2 separate regions of the Hordeum vulgare genome follow, and region 1 is linked to region 2. A link is a contact called in public HiChIP or PLAC-seq data. All regions are on one chromosome and are shown on one strand. The core of a region is the stretch at or near the end of the contact, and the rest is flanking DNA. Distances in the headings are between cores, read along the strand shown.

Region 1 (2,785 bases), core at 233-2,732, 190 kb after region 2:
CTGGTTACTATTGCTACTGCTGCTATCATACTACCTTGCTACTAATACTTTGCTGTAGACACTAAATCTTTCAGGTGTGGTTGAATTAACAACTCAGCTGCTAATACTTGAGAATATTCTTTCGCTTCCCCTTGAGTTGAATCAATAAATTTGGGTTGAATACTCTACCCTCGAAAACTGTTGCGATCCCCTATACTTGGGTTATCAGCGATGGAAAGGGCCTATGGTTGGATAACTAACTCTTGATGTGGGGCGTGTTCCGGTCAAAATGCAACTTGCACACATCCCCTGCATCTATACATTGTAAGCACATCTGAACGGTCGTATTCTAGAGTACATGTTAAGATCAGAATGATCTCAATCAAAAATATATGGTTGTAAGAATCAAGTCCTTGTACCCATGCCTATTTTTATTATAAATGTTTTATGTTGCAAATTGATGACGACCCAGTCTAAAAACTGGAATTTAATACTCTCACGAAAGCTTGGTAGAAACCCTTGTGACAAGTGCACGTTCTCTCGTGGGTTTGATAAATCAAGGTCACTCCTTGGAGAAAGAAGTTGAGAACATTTCTTCCATCCCTTACCGGATCACCAAAGGGACTCATCGTGTGCCCGTCTCAACACGGACCTCACAGTCCACACCACCAACATCTGATGATGTCGGAGCATGACCGTTCTCTGAAGGAGGTTGTAAAGGGATGCTCATTGCAGGACGCTCGCCGTGCGTCCTTGTAGATGGTCGTAGTAGGAAGGAGGGATGGGAGAGTTGCAACACGGCGGGAGAGAGGTTGGGCCGAGCATGGCAACAAAAATGGCAAACACAAAGAGATTGGGGTGGGATCTGCGAGCGAGCAAGGCGGGCTACCAAACGCTCGACCAGTCGACCGTATACAATCGTTTACCAATTCTTTTAATGCATTCGGGAAAGGAGGGCTCGGGAATCAATTACGGCTTTGCGTTTGCTATTTTATGAAAACCAACGTGAGTGAGAAGGTAAAAAAAATGACGGATGCGTGTTCGAGCATGGGAGTGGGTTGACGAAGGTCTTAGGCAGGAAAAGGAACTTTATTTATAATTAAAAAAGTAGAGATTTTTGTATTGATTCTTGTATAGCCAATGTTAAAGCAAGGTTATGAAATTCCCCACACACATAAAATGCAACGTTATGAAATCGATTATTTTACAAAGAGGGATAGACTGTTCCGCACGGAGACTCGTCTAGTCGCTATTTAAAAGGAAGGCGCGTATTTTAGTTTCCATAGCTGATAGCGTGACACCACATGGGCAGATAAAGCAAAGACAAAAAAATCAAGCAAAGAATCACAGTCGGCCCAGGGCCGTCAGTGACACAAATAAAGAATGCGGCATGTGCATCGTTGTTAAAAGTCGCATAGCGTAGCGTAGGGGCGCGAACCTCCTCAACTCTCGCTCCACACGAAAGCCCACAAAGCCGAAACTCTCTCTCGAGAGAGAGAGACAGCAGCCCAGGAAAACAAGTCGCCCGTCCAGATCCCCCCAAGTCCACCCATCCGAGATCCCAAATCCCACCCGGACCGAAGCCATGGCCGGCGGCGACGAGGAGGCCACGACGGCGCTGCTGCTGCCGCCGCCGGCGGGGTCGGCGGAGGCGGAGCGCCCGCCTCCCCCGCCGCCCGACCGGCTCGGGGCCGGCTACCTCATCTTCTTCACGCTCGGCGCCGGGTTCCTGCTCCCCTGGAACGCCTACATCACCGCCGTCGACTACTTCTCCTACCTCTACCCGGGCGCGCCCGTCGACCGCGTCTTCTCCGTCTCCTACATGCTCTCCTGCCTCCTCCCGCTGCTCCTCATCGTGCTCGTCTTCCCCAAGTCCAGCGCCCCCGCCCGCATCAACACCGGCCTCACCCTCTTCACGCTCGCGCTCCTCGTCGTGCCCGTCATGGACGCCGTCTACGTCAAGGGCACGCCCCGCCTCTACGGCGCCTTCGACGTCACCGTCGCCGCCACCGTCATGTGCGGCGTCGCCGACGCGCTCGTGCAGGGCGGCGTCATCGGCTTCGCCGGGGAGCTCCCCGAGCGCTACATGCAGGCCGTCGTCGCCGGAACTGCCGCTTCAGGTGCCTCCTGTCTGTTTCTTTCTTTTGGCACTTTAGTTTCTGCCCAGTCGTGTTCTGTAGCACTTCTCTGAATTGCCCCTAGGAAGTAGGAACTGGTCTGGGCGTTCGTTCAGAAATCAGGCACCAGATTGACATATCCAGCTGACAAGAGTTTGAGAGTAGAAACTGTAAAATCTCTTAGATTAGAACCAAAGAAGCGTTTTCAATTTTCAGTGGAGCATATACAGGTTGTTCTTCACCGACTTTAGAACTTGCAAGGACCAGACGAATCTACTTACTTGATAGTACATTCTTTATCAAAGTTAGGATGCATATAGGATTTATGTGAGTGATCGGTCGATGCTAATGCTAGTGCATTGTCTTCATGATGATTTGTGTTCCACAGGTGTACTTGTCTCGGCACTTCGAGTGATCACAAAAGCGAGCTTCCCTCAGGACGCCCCTGGGCTAAGGCAAAGCGCAATCCTGTACTTCATGGTTGGCATGGTGGTCATGATTATCTGCATAGTGTGCTACAACGTGGCGCGCAGGCTTCCCGTCGTGGTGTACTACAAGAACATCAAGCAGAGGTCTCAGAAGGCGGAGGTGGGCGGCGGCATGACAGGGCCTGCCTGGAGGTCAACCCTGTGGAGCATCGTCGGGAGAGTGAAGTGGTACGGTATAGGAGTCGTTCTCATCTACGCGGT
Region 2 (2,824 bases), core at 38-2,537:
TCTCTAACTGAACCAAGAAGGTGTCGCCGCAGGCTCTTGACAGATTCTAGCCTATCCGAGATGAAAGGCAACTTGAGGTCAGAAGCCACGCCACTGCGGCCACCATCGATAGAGTATTTGCTCGTGGAAGGACCAAGGTAACCGAAGATGGGAGACGCAGCAATTGTGTAGGTGTCAGTTGTTTCCCTGCAAAATAAACACCACGTCGTGATCATGCCGTCTGTATCTGTACACAAACAGGAAACTTCCTATCTGTAGTTCTGTACACAAAAAGGAAAATTGCAATCTGTACAAAAAAGGAAAGCTGCTGGCATTCTTGAGTACGGCCAGCTACTGAGATATGCGAGCAGAGGCATCCATTAATGATGTTTTATTTCTTGTTACACCAATCAGTGCAAAAACGGTAGCCATTGATAAGGCAAAATAATACTCCAGGTGTACAGATAGTGTCAACATTGACAAAGCAAAATAATGGAGTAGTAGTACGTAGTACTTATGACATATACTAGTACTAATATATAGTAGGAGTAGTAGGTGTGCAGGTAGTGTCAACATTGAACATTGCACTTTAATGATGCTATAGTATTTATATAAAATTACATCATTGTGGTTCTGAATTTGTGATGCTAGGAGAAGACAGAAAAAACATTTTCTAGTGGCCACCCCTTTTTGCGGTCATCATTGTCAATGGTTTCAGTCAACCTTGGTCATCTGATCGAACAGATCAGACCACTTCCCAAGTGTCAGTGAACTATAGGCCGCTCCGAGGTTGGATCAGGACATCAGCTGGTCTCTCAAAAACCGATTTGGTTAATGACTTCGGTGATTGGGAATGGCCGAAATTGGCAGAGCAGACAACACCGCGACTCGAACAGTTAACCACTGATGACAGCGCAGCAGAGTGTACTACGAAGCCTGCGAGATGAGGCGACGGAGCGGGGAGAGAGTGCGTACCGGTAACTCTGCGGCCACTGGCGCGACTCGAAGGAGCCGACCCCATCGCCGTCCTCGCCCCGCTCCTCCTCCTCCTCCTCCTCCTCGCCGTCATCGTCGTCGGAGTCGCGGAAGCTGTCGCGGGGGCTCTCCTCGATGTCGCCGTCGTCCAGCAGCATCTCGTCCTCCTCCTCCTTCCGGTGCCTCCCCGCCGCCGCCGCCGCCGCCATCCCGCCGCGCGGCACCACAAGTGGCGGAAATGCCGGGTTGCGTGGCGGGTTTGAGTAGGAGGGGACCAGACGCGACGCTTCCAGAGGGGATGGATGGTAGGGGAGGGAGGAAGGTAAATTATTGGGCGCGGTTTTTGGACGAGGAGCGGGGATGAAATAGGAGAAGGAGATGTGCGCGCGCGCGCCGCGACAAGCCGGCGTGAGCTGCGCTTGCTTGCGGGAGCCGGCACGCGGCCGCCGTGTAGCCGCTGTCGCTGACGTGTGGGCCGCGGTGCCACGTGTGTGGGGAGGAGTGGTGGGGGTGGGGGAAGTTGGTGACTGTGTTCTTTCGTCGACTGGACGGGCTCTGTCACCTGCGTGGCGGTGAAACCGGGCATGTTCGGGAACGCGTGCGCTGGCGCTGGCGCCGCGCGTGGTGCACGTCTCGTCCCTCTCTGACCGGTGGGGCCGTGATAATGACCAGTACAGCACACGTACGTCGGTGCACTGCCTGTCACGTGCATGAGCATGACTAGGCCTTTGCTCAACTTTCAACTTGGGATGGAAAAACGCACGAAAACTACTCCAAATCTATTTTTCTTTTTTGAATAAAAGGGTCCCATGTTCCACTTTTTTTATTAATGAAGCAAAGAACAGACAAGGTTCAGCGAGTATCTCCACTTCAGCATCTAACAAACTGTAAAGAATAAAAGAAAAGAAGAAGAGCAAATGATGGAACGATTGCTTTCATTGATGAATTTGTGGATATATATACCCTAGTACAAAGACGGTTACAAAGGAGCGGTTACCAAAAGTGGAACCTACATAAGCAGGGATTAACCCTTTAATTAACATAATTAATTAATTCCTAACACTCCCCTAATCAATGCTTCTCTATCAATATATATCATCTTGATAAAGACTTCTCTTTGTATGCGCCTTTGAGAATGTTCATCATCTTCATCTTGTGAAAGCCTTTGTATAATCTTGAGTCTTCCCCAAAAACCCTGTGGGAAAAATATGAGGAGAATATTGTAGATATGTTGCTAAAACTCCTTTAAACCCTGTGGGAAAAATAAGGAGAAAATGATACAACATATAATGATTATTGTCTCCTGATAACTCATTTTAGAAAAACTTTTCAAGAAGGAGAAAACTCATCAATAAGTTTAGAGAACAATTAATATGTCTTGAGTACTTTCTTTAAAAACCCCGATAGGGAAAATAGAAAGTATGACATATGATCTTTGAGAAGATATTGCCTCACTAAAAACCATTATGAGAAACTATGAGAGAATACTCATAAGGAAAAAGAGTGCAATCATACATGCCACTGAAAACTCCTTTAAAACCCAATGGGAAAAATACAAAGAGAAAATGATATGGCATATAAAGACACTTGTGTTTATATTATCTCGTTAAAAACCTTTTATGAGAAACCATTATGGAAAAACTCATCAAGGGAAAAAGAGTACAATATATGCAATCTGATGATTGTTAATAGGTTATAGTTTGGGAGATTACTCCCCCTGAACTTTGCAAATATGGAGGATGTCGCATACCATTACCATTGATATGAACATGAGATTGTGTATAATCTGTTGGATTATAACAATATTTTGTTTGCAAATTATTTCCTCAATTTTCTATAATCCGTGAGGATAAGTAATTTCCGAGCAATG

The links. HiChIP or PLAC-seq counts read pairs in DNA pulled down with a chosen protein or histone mark.
Region 1: a contact with region 2 is called in an H3K4me3 HiChIP or PLAC-seq map of embryo, with 7 times the contacts expected there. The contact joins the promoter of LOC123404225 here to the promoter of LOC123401826 in region 2. A contact is called at or near these places in 1 of 6 Hi-C or Micro-C datasets (seedling) and 1 of 1 datasets of contacts at active chromatin or transcription factors (embryo).

The regions. Positions count from the first base shown.
Region 1 is chr6H:533,896,001-533,898,785 of MorexV3_pseudomolecules_assembly, forward strand. It overlaps LOC123404225 (equilibrative nucleotide transporter 1), which reads left to right and starts at 1,483. Exons shown (of 2, transcript XM_045098138.1): 1 at 1,483-2,099; 2 at 2,485-2,785. The coding sequence starts at 1,565.
Region 2 is chr6H:533,710,023-533,712,846 of MorexV3_pseudomolecules_assembly, forward strand. It overlaps LOC123401826 (amino acid transporter AVT1A), which reads right to left and starts at 1,288. Exons shown (of 12, transcript XM_045095680.1): 1 at 955-1,288; 2 at 1-186. The coding sequence starts at 1,163.